Linked DNA regions of Mus musculus: regions 2, 3 and 4 are each linked to region 1. A link is a contact called in public HiChIP or PLAC-seq and promoter capture Hi-C data. All regions are on one chromosome and are shown on one strand. The core of a region is the stretch at or near the end of the contact, and the rest is flanking DNA. Distances in the headings are between cores, read along the strand shown. Region 1 holds the start of Sphk1 (sphingosine kinase 1). Region 2 overlaps Sap30bp (SAP30 binding protein). Region 3 holds the start of Snhg20 (small nucleolar RNA host gene 20). Region 4 has its middle 17 kb from the start of Snhg20.

Evidence for each region. Promoter capture Hi-C pulls out the DNA fragments that hold promoters and counts their contacts. HiChIP or PLAC-seq counts read pairs in DNA pulled down with a chosen protein or histone mark.
Region 2: an HNF4G HiChIP or PLAC-seq map of pancreatic cancer cells shows a contact between it and region 1. The contact joins the enhancer-like site here to the promoter of Sphk1 in region 1. A contact is called at or near these places in 4 of 39 promoter capture datasets (the C10 cell line, HPC-7-derived erythroid cells, liver and 1 more), 2 of 115 datasets of contacts at active chromatin or transcription factors (embryonic stem cells and pancreatic cancer cells) and 2 of 9 other capture datasets (liver and pancreatic islet).
Region 3: a contact with region 1 is called in an HNF4G HiChIP or PLAC-seq map of pancreatic cancer cells. The contact joins the promoter of Snhg20 here to the promoter of Sphk1 in region 1. A contact is called at or near these places in 5 of 39 promoter capture datasets (cranial neural crest, embryonic stem cells, hippocampal neurons and 2 more), 1 of 115 datasets of contacts at active chromatin or transcription factors (pancreatic cancer cells) and 1 of 9 other capture datasets (liver).
Region 4: a promoter capture Hi-C map of hippocampal neurons shows a contact between it and region 1, with 4 times the contacts expected there. The contact joins the enhancer-like site here to the promoter of Sphk1 in region 1. A contact is called at or near these places in 8 of 39 promoter capture datasets (the HPC-7 cell line, embryonic stem cells, hippocampal neurons and 3 more) and 1 of 484 Hi-C or Micro-C datasets (liver).

Annotation. Positions count from the first base shown.
Region 1 is chr11:116,530,941-116,533,804 of GRCm38.p6, reverse strand. Sphk1 (sphingosine kinase 1) reads right to left here and starts at 1,354. Exons shown (of 6, transcript NM_025367.7): 1 at 437-1,354.
Region 2 is chr11:115,954,000-115,956,863 of GRCm38.p6, reverse strand. All of the region lies in intron 4 of Sap30bp (SAP30 binding protein), which reads right to left. Among named protein-coding and RNA genes, the nearest start is that of Gm39474, 13 kb to the right of the region's middle. Within about 2 kb of position 1,478, at least 176 of the 459 cell types and tissues checked have an H3K27ac peak or open chromatin away from gene starts, as enhancers often do. A contact at or near this core is called in embryonic stem cells and pancreatic cancer cells, where this site is marked.
Region 3 is chr11:117,075,311-117,078,174 of GRCm38.p6, reverse strand. Snhg20 (small nucleolar RNA host gene 20) reads right to left here and starts at 1,392. Exons shown (of 2, transcript NR_027059.1): 1 at 973-1,392. It overlaps Mir6516 (microRNA 6516), which reads right to left and starts at 827; the gene lies at 718-827.
Region 4 is chr11:117,058,702-117,061,565 of GRCm38.p6, reverse strand. No RefSeq gene overlaps it. Among named protein-coding and RNA genes, the nearest start is that of Snhg20, 17 kb to the left of the region's middle. Within about 2 kb of position 1,460, at least 48 of the 459 cell types and tissues checked have an H3K27ac peak or open chromatin away from gene starts, as enhancers often do. A contact at or near this core is called in hippocampal neurons, where this site is marked.

The DNA.
Region 1 (2,864 bases), core at 105-2,604:
CCAGGGGACACCGGATTCGGACCCGACGCATGAGTCAGTGACCCGTGGCTCTCTTCGTCGGGCCGGCTCTTCACCCTTCGGGCTTGGTGGAGAATCCAACTGCATACAATTCCCAGAACTGGCATTGAGAGGCGCGTACTCTGGGACGAAGAACCCCATCGCAACCTGCGCAGTCGCCCGGTCCCCTGCCTGAACTACGAAGCCGCTGAAGCTCCGAGTCTCCAAGAGGGTGGGGGTGGGGGTGCGTGCCGCACTCGTGAGAACAGCGCCCAAGTCCCGCAAAAGCCTGCCTGTGCTGGGCGGACCCACAACTATGGTCTGCCCTGCCGGAGCGCGAGTGTGCACTGAGGCGCAGGCGTGGGGCCGTCTCCTTCACGGACCCACGAAGGCACCGCCAACTACGGGAGGGCGCGCGCGGGGGAAAGGGGATCCCTACCCAATCTGTCCCACGGGCGGCCAGTGGCGGAAAGCAGCTCCTCTCCGACTCAGACCCGCGACAGAGGGACAACTGAAGCACTGGGCTGACACCGACTCCAAGGGATCGCCCCCCTCCGGTCTCAAACTTTTTGCTCAATTTCACGGCGGCCCGGGGAGGGCGCTGAGCCTCTGGGCCGGCCTGGCCACGCCCCGCGTTCCTTGTGCTCTCGGGGTGGAACCAGAGTTGCGCGCAGCTCTGGTCCCCCACCCGCCCGGGATCTCACTGCACCTCCCCGAACACAGTCGCCGCCAGCCTGGGCTCGGCCACGCGCAGATGAGGGGCAGGATCCCCGGATACGATTGTGCGCCCGGTGCTGGAGGAACAGCTTAGGAAGTCCGCAAGAGGTGGGGTTCTGAGCCCGGCCTGAAGCAGCGCATCCGCGGAGCGCGAAAGCGAGGGCGCAGCCCACATGCCGGCGCCCAGCATCCGAGCGGGCTTCGGGTACGCGTGGGTCTGCGCTTACTGAACCTCGAAACTGCTGTTCACAGTAGGGATGCAGCGCCTCTTTGGCGTCGCTTAGACCTAGCCTGAATTCCACATCCAGACCCTAGTGCTGTCCTGACTCTGGGCCAGGGTCGGGTCACCCGCCACCCGCGAACTTCTCTTCCTCCCCTGCTCCTCCGCGGTGCCTTTACTTTTAGCTTCCAGATGCAGCCGCTGGCTCACTCAGACGCCGAACCCGAAGCAGTCTGGCACGCCTTTCAGGAGAAAGCTGAACCGGTTTGGGGACGAAGTCGAGATGAGAGTACCTCGTCAGCAACCTCCAAAGGTGGAGTCTTTCCCCCCAGGGAACACTATCAAGGCCTGAGATGCTGCCTGCCGCGGATGATCGGGATCCACGATCCTCACCGACTGGAGGAACCCAGCAGTGTGGACAGGGCAATGGGGGCTCTCATCAGGATTGGAGAGGCTAGCATGGGGGCGTGGTCCCAACCTCCCCACCCCTTCGGGCGATCTCGGGGTGAAAATGCACACGTGCCCCGGTGTATGCGCTTCGGTGGAGATAAACAAGACGCATAGTTGTGTAAGTGATATATTTCATGGCAAGTGACCTGAGGGTGTCCGTGACTAACCGGAGTTAAATTTTTGGAAGATTATTAGCGGAGACTTGGAAAAAGAAGCTCCCAAATCCTACCAAGCACCAAAAACAGACACCAAACTCCCAAGGAAGCTGCATTGGTTTAGCTCCGGTTACAGAGAACTGGCGCGCCCACACCGGCCCCCGCGCGACCCCACCCACCTCTATCTTCGCATCGCTTCTTAAAGTCCAGAAGAGGCGAGTCCAAGAGGAAAACGAACCCAGATAAGAAAGGATTGCAGTGAACTAGGTCACGCCTTGAAGGTGGCTTCTCTCCCAGAGGACCCTGGAGTTCCCCGACCGAGTTTCTCAGTATTTTAGGAGTCCCCAGGAGGGCCAGGGGCACAGGCTGGACCTGCGGTTCCGCACGCGTCACTGCAATATATGCCTTGGCTCTGTACAGCCGCGGGACAGCCTGACCGGATCATGAACGCCCCGAGTGCCTTCCGAGAAGGTGACTCAGCGACACGCTCACGGGTGGAGAAACTCCCGGAAACAACCAACCAACCAAAAAAAAAAAAAAATGAGGATTTGGAGGGAGCAAGGGCGTCATCACCCACCCCCGGTTCCGCGACTCGTGGCTACCAAGATCTGGTCCTGCACCTACCCCCATCCCCGGCTTCCCACCTTACACCCCTGGAATCTAGCGCGGACAAGGAAGGATTGCAGCTCTGCAGCCGCAGTGCCGTGGTCACGCGCTGCGGGGACACGAGTCGCGGTGGGAGGAGGGGGCTCTGCGGGGAAGCCAGGCTCTCTGCCACTCGCTCCCTTGTCTACCCTGCCCCCTCCCCTTACCAGAGACCTAGGGTCCAGATCTGGCGTTGGTATCTAGCAGACTCAGGGAGGAAACTATTCTCCCCGAGATTTTGAGCTTGGAGGGGGGCTGGCTGCCCAGACTGTAGGAAACACCCTCCTCTGCTCTCTCACGGTTTGGGAAGGAGTGTTTATCAAGCCCGACAAGCAAGTCATTAACAACTAAAGAGGAGAAACTGAGGCACGGGGAAGGAAAGATCGGGCTGTGTGTAAATTTACGCTCAAAATGCCGACCTGGATCAGGGTCTCGCTTTTCTTTGAGGCCTGGGGCTGGAACTTCTCATACTCTGAGGGCAAGCGTGGAGCAAGGTTGACTGGAAACTCAGTCCGTGGGAGAGAGCAGAAGCAGCCTGCAGGACATTTTATACTTGGGCCTCAGGGCCGGTTCCCCTTCTGCTCAGAAGAGACCCAGTGGGAGGGGGGTTCCAGTCTGGCGCTGGTTCCAGTGGACACAATGGCTCCTCTGTGTCGGCTGCCGCCTCATCCTCTGGCCTC
Region 2 (2,864 bases), core at 229-2,728, 580 kb after region 1:
ATAAAAAGACCTGAACAAAAGGCCTGATTCTGACACAAGAACCACAACTCCCGAGGGCAATCAATCCCCTCAGAACACTGCCCACCCAAGCCTCGCCTCCTCTCTCCCCATTCCCTTCCCTGACAGCCTCCGGCCACCCCAGGACCTCAGAGTCGGCTCTGGAGCACACAGACAATGGGCTGATTGTTGTAAGATTCTGTCATGCTCTTTGAAACATTCCTCATGAAAAGAACCATACAATGTGCAAACAGTGGCAGACAGCACAGGGTGGGGCAGGAGGAAGGCAAGCACCAAAAAGCCACCACCAATAGCATCTAGCCCAGCAGGGGGACCTACTGTGTGCCAGGCCCTTCTCTAAGCCTGTCCTAGGAACAGCTCTAGAGAGCTGAAGAGGGTCTGTGGGAAGGCTTAGGGTAGCATGGCAGGGGGCTGGGGGGAGGCGCAGGGTGGCATGGCGGGGGGGGGGGGCTGGGGGAGGCGCAGGGTGGCGGGGGTGGGGCTAGGGGAGGTGCAGGGTGGCATGGTGGGGGTCTGGGGGAAGGCGGAGGGTGGCATGGTCTTCCTGGTCTCTAGTCCAAGGCTGTTTTTTTTTTTTTCTTTTTAAGATTTTACTTTTTAAAAATTATAGGCATGTCTGTGTGTGGTACCCTAGGAGTCCAGAGAGGCATCAGATCCCTTGGAGGTGACATTTATCAGAGGTTGTAACCCCCAGACATGGGTCCTGTCTATGAGCAGAATGTGTTACCTGCTGAGCCTCCCCTACGGTCATGATTCTAAAATAATTCCAGGTCTTAAGAGATTAAAACAAAACAAAAGGGAAAAACAAACAAACAAAAAAGAAAAACTAGGTGTGTGTAGGGGGAAACCCCTCATTTAGGGCCCCAGGCTGGCCTAGAAGGGACTCTCCTGCTTCAGCCTTTCGATTGGCTGGGATTGCAAGTGTGCACTGTGCACCCAGCATGGGTTAATGTTTTCTTCTTAGCAGATAAGGTGCTTTGATCTCTGCATAGTTACCATCCCTGTGCTGAGTAAGACAAGGCCTTCAAGACCCTGGAGACTCTAATGACTTCCAGGACAGTTACTGTGGATCGGGCCTGTGCACACTATGAACACACTGAGGCCAGGGGTCAGGCCTGAGGCAGTCTTAAAGCATAAGTACAGCCTGGGCTTCGTAGATGTCAGTGGTTTTAACTAGACACACCCAGAGCACAGGCTGGGCGACAGATCAAAGGTCATGCTGTGGCCTGAGATGCAACTGCAGTCGAGAACAGTCCCCACAAGGGGGATAGGATACACACTTGCCGCTGCACCATGCCTTTCTGCCACCTCCCAACTGGCCCTCAGGCAGGGCACTACCCAGCTCTGGCAGGCAGTCAAGCCAAATCTTGGTTTCTTCCTTTTTCTTAGCCCTGGGGTAAGACGTTGGTCTAGGTCTGAGCTCAGTCTGCAGAGGCCAGCCCAGAGTGGAAGCGGGTGGAAAGAGCTGGCTAGGGCATTTTGTGAACATTCATAACAAAACCAAGGCTTGGCAGGCGCTGGGCCACAGAGGGTATATGTGCACGTGACACAGACAAAGAATGCCCTTTGCCATTTGCCAGGAAAGCTTTTTAGAAAAACAGGGTGTGCCACGGTTACTGTAGCAACCCCCCACCCTCTGGGACATAAGTGACAGAGAGTATGGAGGAGGAGGGAGCCTCATAAATTGGGGTAGAAACAAGAGTATTCCTGGGAAATAAGTGACAAGAAGGTGACATATGCTGGACAACAAAATAAAAGTATACTTCAGAGACTTGAGGACAGACTTGAGTGCCTCCTCCCTGAGTCCTAGAATGTGCCCAGTACAGAGAACAGCTGCTCTGCAGAGCGGCCAGAGCCCCTAACCATCTCAGGAAGTGTCAGCAGTGTGCCCGCAGACACTTGCCACAGTGCCTATGCCTTGGCTATGCTAGGGGTAGCTCCATTTACTATCCACAAAGCCTGTTGTCAGCATGAGTCACATCCTGCTAACGCCTCTGTCAGAAAACATCTGCAGTATCCATGGCCACCAGGTGGGAACCTAAGCAGAGTAGCTAGTTCCAGGGACTCAGACTACGGCAGGGGAACAGGGACAGAAAGCCCAGTGGGGCCGAGGACACTTGCAGAATACTTAACTGGCTGTAAGAAGGGGCTCCTGAGTGATTTGAAGACCCCTGGACTACACCCAATACTGTTCCAGGCCCGTGGGGCAGGCAGCTGTCAGGAGCTAGAGCACTGGAGAAGCCCGTGAGTTGGCTAGTCCTTTGAAAGCCATCCTGTTGAAGAGTTGACTTACCACCCACTCCTCAAAGAGAAGAGTACTCACCCTACGCAGGTGACAGTGCACTGTGCCCGCCACGAGAGGGCAAATAACAGACTATGTCGGCTACATCGAGAGGTCCTTTCGTCAAAACAGACAAATGTAAAGGAACACCTATTCTCAGCAGTGTGCGTGCAACCTCTAAGGAACCTGCTTAAGGGGAAAGCCAGGCAGGAAAGCAATGATCCACCAGGCGCTCAGCCTGGGGCAACTCTGCTCTCAAAGGGACACTTATCGGCAGGCTGCAACTCTGTCAAGCATCCTATCACGCAAGGAAGGCCTTCATAACACAATGACCCAGCCCAAGTGGTTGTCAATAAGCCTCATTTATATGAAACTGTTAAAATAGGGCTGAACTTCCATCAAGATCACATCTTGCCAGGCATGGAGGCGCACGCCTTTAATCCCAGCACTCGGGAGGCAGAGGCAGACGGATTTCTGAGTTCGAGGCCAGCCTGGTCTACAAAGTGAGTTCCAGGACAGCCAGGGCTACACAGAGAAACCCTGTCTCGAAAAACCAAAAATAAGT
Region 3 (2,864 bases), core at 143-2,642, 540 kb before region 1:
GCCACACCCAGGACCTTCAAAATGGTGACCACTGGCCCCATGTGGCTACTCAAAATGCAAACGCCCAGTCCTTCAACCACACTGAAGAGACAACCTAGTGGGGCCCACGGTCGCTCAGGTGAGTCCTGGGGAACGATTTCTGTTTGTTTGGGTTGTACTGGTGTCTTGTCCAGTGACGTCTGGAGTCACAACTGTATGCATCTTTGTTTAAGCTCCACGTGGGTGGGACAGACACCCAGGAGTAGAAGACTTCCTAGCATGCATATAGCCTTGAGCTTTATCCGTACATCCCATAAACCACGTGTGCTCGAGGATGCCGGTCATCCAGGCGGCTACCAGAGGCAGAGGAAGGAGGATTAGAAGTTCAAAGGCTGCCCTCAGCTACTTAATGAGTAAAGGCCAGCCTGGGCTAAGTGAGACCCTATCTCAGAGCGGGGTGGTGCAGTTGCTGGAGAGATGGCTCAGCATTGAAGCTGAACACTTGTTGCCCTCTTAAAGGACCTGGGTTCAGTTCCCAGCATCCACACCGGGGCTGACAATACTCTATAATGCCACTTCTGGGAAATCTGGTACCCTCTTGTGACCCCTTGGGGGCACCAGGCAAACATCCACACTCTAAAATAAAATAAAATAATGAATACGTCTTTTTTCTCTTTTTTATCTAAAGTGAGGGGCTTGAGTAATGGTCAAATATTTGCTTTTGGAGGACTGTGCTCAGTCCCCACAGCTTCAGCAGGGCTCCTGTTTGCAGTATCATACATGACCACCAAACTGCTGCTAGGATGTCCACACCTGTTACTGCAAATTCTAACCCCAGGGAAGAGGTTCCTCCTCCTCTGGGATTTTACTTTAGGTCAAGGTCGGGCTGTCTGGTACGGGGCTGCACCCACCTCGGGCGGGTACAGCCACACAGGAGCCTTTTCCCAGACCGTCGGCCTCAGGTCACCGTCCCACCCCCAAGGATTGACATACCTGGGCCAACCAAGCTCAAGTCACTGGAAACGCTCCTCGGGAGGAAGGAGCTTGTGCGTGCTTCCGTCTAGTCGTTGGGGGATGTGGTTCATTTCCTGGGTGGGGAAATAAAAAGACAATTTAATACAATTCTGTGTAAGCGGACGAACCCGTGCGGCGCCTGCAACACAGAAGCAGCCAGTGCCCCGCCGATGGCGGCCCGGGCCTAGGGCCTTCCTACAACTCCAGCCCATCCCGCGATCGCGTGCCGGCCCGGGGTCAGCCTCCTCCCATGGGAGTCCCGGGAGAGGTTTCTGAATCCCACGATCGCCTTCGGGAGGCTCCACGGCGCCCCCGAGCCACGCTGCGCAGGATGCATCCCCTCTGCACGGAGCACGCGAGTTCTCCTCCCCGGCGGAACCAGCTCTGCAAATGCACTTCCGGCCGGAACTGAAGATTTACCATCGAGACGGCCGCTAGAAGGTCGCTCTGGCCTTCGGGTCATCCAGGTCGGCCTTAAAGGGGCCGCGTTCTAGACGCGGTTAGAGCGGCCAGAGTTCCACGCGGCGGTGGGACCTCGTCTACAGGGGCGCAAGCGGGAGGGACTCCCTACTCTTGGGCGGCAGGAGCTAGCCTAGCCACTGACCCTTTATCAATCACGCAGCCCTGTGCAGACCAAAAAGTTGACTTTCCCGAGCCCAGTCAGCCCTGTTGTGGCAAAGGCAGTTGAAACCCAGCTGGTTCTGTTGCAAACCTGTGTGTGACCTTCCATCACAGTATAAACCCATAGGTGGTATCAACTGATACCCGTTGACGTCAGCACCCTCTTGATCCAAAGGCTTCCCAAAATCGCACCTCTGACCTGACCGCCGCAGGACTGTATCTAGAATCATGCCTTCAGCAGAGACCTCCCGAGGAACATGACACCGTGGTCCAGCAAAGGGTTAGTTAGATCTGTGATGTGGCATCTCTGGGCTAAGACCTCCAACCTCCAAAGTGGCATCCAAGTCCTGCATGCAGGTCCAGGTTTCAATCATCCCAAGGTATCCCAGGGGCCAATGGGAAATCCCACGAAAAAAAATTGATCAATAATGCCAGGGCCAAGTCGGTGCTATGTAGTAATTTCCTCCGAAACATCTCACCCGGAGGGAAGCTTGAGAAAGTGCGATCCGGATAGTCCTTAAGACTCTAAGACTCGGAAAATAAGTGACAAGTCTCAAAAAATTCCTAAAGCTTACCAGATTCACAAGGCCCCGCCCTCCTTAATGAGGAGAGACCCTCCGAACTTGTGGAATTAGCCCCAAATCATGCAGAGAGCTCCAGTTTCCAGCTCTCCTGAGCTGTCACTCATGCTGGGCTAGGCTCTTAGTAATGTGAGTGTCTTTGGGCTATCCGTGCTCCTGTGAGTAACCCCAGAAAACTGGCCACTTCATGGGGGCGGGAGGGGCATTTGGTGTCATTGTTACTTTGGTCTGTCATTTAGTAAACAAGGTGGTCTCATCTCCCTAGGGAAAGTGTCACACAGCCATTACCCCTACAGCTGTGGCTCCTTCTAACTGGAATCAAGATCATCTTCAGGTCAGCTAGAGGCGCGGGGAAAGGCAAGGAGAGGGTGCACTCTGTATTTTCAGTAAATGAAGAAAATGACACACGAACCTCATTGAGATGAATGAAGGGTTTTTGCATGTTTCACTGTAATGTGAATCCAACCACTGAATACAGACTCCCCCTTTGAAGGCTATTTTATTTATTTATTGAGATGAGTCTTGTGGATGTAAAAACACAACTGTGGGAAGCCACATGTGCCGTTGCAGAGTGACACTGACTACTGCTGGCCACCACCCATAAGTTTGGACAAACAACCAATGTGTACATATGCAGTAAAGTTTTTTGCAAAGACACTGCCTGGCCTG
Region 4 (2,864 bases), core at 211-2,710, 530 kb before region 1:
ACGTGTGTGCTTAGTACCTGAGGTCAGAAAATGGGGTCAGGTCCCTTGGAACTGGAGTTAAAGAAGGTTGTGACCTACCATGTGGGAGCTGGGAATTGAACCAGGCTAAGATCAGTAAGTGCTCTAACCACTGAGGCAACTCTCCAGCTTTTAACCCCTTCTGATAATTAGCACCAGTGACACCTGAATAAAAACAGGATGATAAACCGGGCGTGGTGGCGCACGCCTTTAATCCCAGCACTCGGGAGGCAGAGGCAGGCGGATTTCTGAGTTTGAGGCCAGCCTGGTCTACAAAGTGAGTTCCAGGATAGCCTGGGCTATACAGAGAAACCCTGTCTCAAAAAAAAAAAAAAAAAAAAAAAAAAAAAAAAAAAAACCAAAAAAAACAAAAGAAAACAGAATGATAGCAAGACACAGTCACTGTTCCCCCCAAGGTATATGCTGTGTCACCCAAAAAACTTTCCTCTTCTTTGCCCAAATAGCCTGGGGGACCTCTGCTGTCCCAGTGGTTTAGACTGTCCCTGAGAACCACTGTCATATGTCTGATTGCCTGCCAGAGGTCCTCCAGTAGGGGCAGGACAGTCTAGCCTTAGGGCTATCAATCGTCACCTTGAAAGGGCTTTTTAATCACAGCTCCGGAGGCAGCCTGAAAAAGACATTGATCTTTGCCCACTAAGTCTTTGCCCGCTGAGCCTTAGCGCCAGGTGGCCTGCAGAGCCTGAGATAGAACAGGGCAGCTGCTCAGAGGTTAAATGCTCTTGCCACCCCCCCCCCCCCCCCCCCGCTGTCCACCCGGAAGTGAAGGGTGAAAGTGGGTGGCAGAGTCTCCGCACCTGCTTGCCATCAAGCTGTGATGGTCCCACACACGGCACACCGGTGTGCACTATAGTAACACCTTGGACGTTCCAGGTTGAAAGAGGATTATCAGTCCCCACACCACTGTTGGCAGGAGTTTGGGATTCCAAAGCCCTGGCAAGTGGTAGAATGTTCATCCCCCAAAGCTTCCCTCGGGACTTGGGAGAGGGAGGGAGGAAAAAAAAAAGATGTGGGGATGGAAGGGATAAAAGGTTCCTTTCTTCCTCAAATTGGAACCACACGTCAGATGAAAATAACGTGTCTTGGAGGTTTCGATAAGATAGAAGAGAAAATTGCCAGAGATGTGTTCAGGGCCGCGGCTGGCTTCTTATCTTCTCCTGCCCCTGTCAATCCAAGACAGTGTTTTCTGCTGATGAGAAAGCCCGGAAGACGGAACAAAGGCTGTCTTGGAAACACGGTCCCGCAGAACATTAGCCCGTTTTTTTAAAAAGCATTTTAATTTCATGGCTTTCACTCGAATGGTTGTTTTCTGATTCCAGAGGCAGCTGGATGGGGGGAGAAACAAAGTGTGGCTGCTAATTAGTGCTGTGTCTTGCTGGCTTTGTTCAATTGGTGCCTTTTGTTTGAGCCTAAATGCGTTTTCCAAGCCACTTGGCTGCTAGGGTGCATCGTTCTCCCAGTTCGGTGGTTCCAGAGAGCCTTGTGCAGTGACAGAGGGAGGCAGCTCCAACAGCACCTTCTGGCTTTAGGGAAAAGATGTCACTAACGGTATAAGCTAATGTGTCCGCTCCTACTCAACATGCATAGGTTGGAGTCCTGACTGCTAGGACCCTGAACTGTGTGTGACCTCATTTAGAAACAGGGGCTATAAAATAATTTTTTTTTTTTTTTTTTTTTTTTGGTTTCGAAGCAGGGTTTCTCTGTGTAGCCATGGCTGTCCTGGAATTCACTTTGTAGACCAGGCTGGCCTCGAACTCAGGAATCCGGCTGCCTCTGCCTCCCGAGTGCTGGGATTAAAGGCGTGCACCACCACGCCCGGCATAAAATAAGATTTATTTTATTTTTTTATTATGTGTGTACTCGTCGTGGGTGTGTGGACTGGGTATCCCTAGAGCTGTAGTATAGGGCTCATGAGCTGGAACTGACCTCAGATCTCCTGCATGCTCTTAATCACCTCTTCAGCCCTGGGGGCGGAGTCTCTACAGAGGTGATCAACTGAAGATGTCTTAGGGTCTCATCCCATGACTGGTGTTCTTAGCAGGAAGGCCGTAGGTCTGGGGAGGGTGGCTCAGTCAGGAAAATGCTGGCCTGAGTTCAGTCCCCAGAACCTGTGTAAAAAAGATGGCAGCTGTGTAAAAAAGATAGCGGCCCTGCACACTTCTAATCCTGACGGGAGGGGGACGTGGACCTCCAGGCTTGCTGCCAGGCAGCCTAGCCCAACTTGGAGAGTCCAGACTAGTGAGAGAGGCACACAGATGACTACACATGCGCACGAAAGAGAGGAAGTGCAGACGCAGGCACACAGGGAAAACGATCTGAAGAGACACAAGGAGAAGACAGCTACCTGCAAGCCAAGGAAAGTGGACTCAAAAAGAACTAGGCCCTGCCCAGACCCCAGCTTTGGACTTCTGGCCTCCAGAATCCTGAGAAAAATCAGTATCCATTGTTTAATCTCAATTGTGAGACTTAGCTATGATAGCCATAGGACACTGAAACAGCCACTAAAGAGCTGGTGGGCTGGAGGGAGGAGGAGGCTGCCTCAGTTTCCCCTGCTTAGCTCAGCAAGGATGAGGTGGTAGAGATAGTTACAATCCTCTACGGAGCCCTCAGCTCTCCTGTGAGAATTCTTTCCTTGGGGAACTGTAAACAATGTCTACCCCTCTTCTAAGGTCCCCACAACAAACTGAAGCATGAGTCCACCAGAGATCCCCATGGGGGAGCCATGAGTCCAGCAGAGATGTCAGGTGTCTGGGGACTGGCCCTGGGATGTGTCCTGCATGTATCAGGGACGTCACTGTCTTTCTGGGGTGGGTAATTAAGGAGCTCCG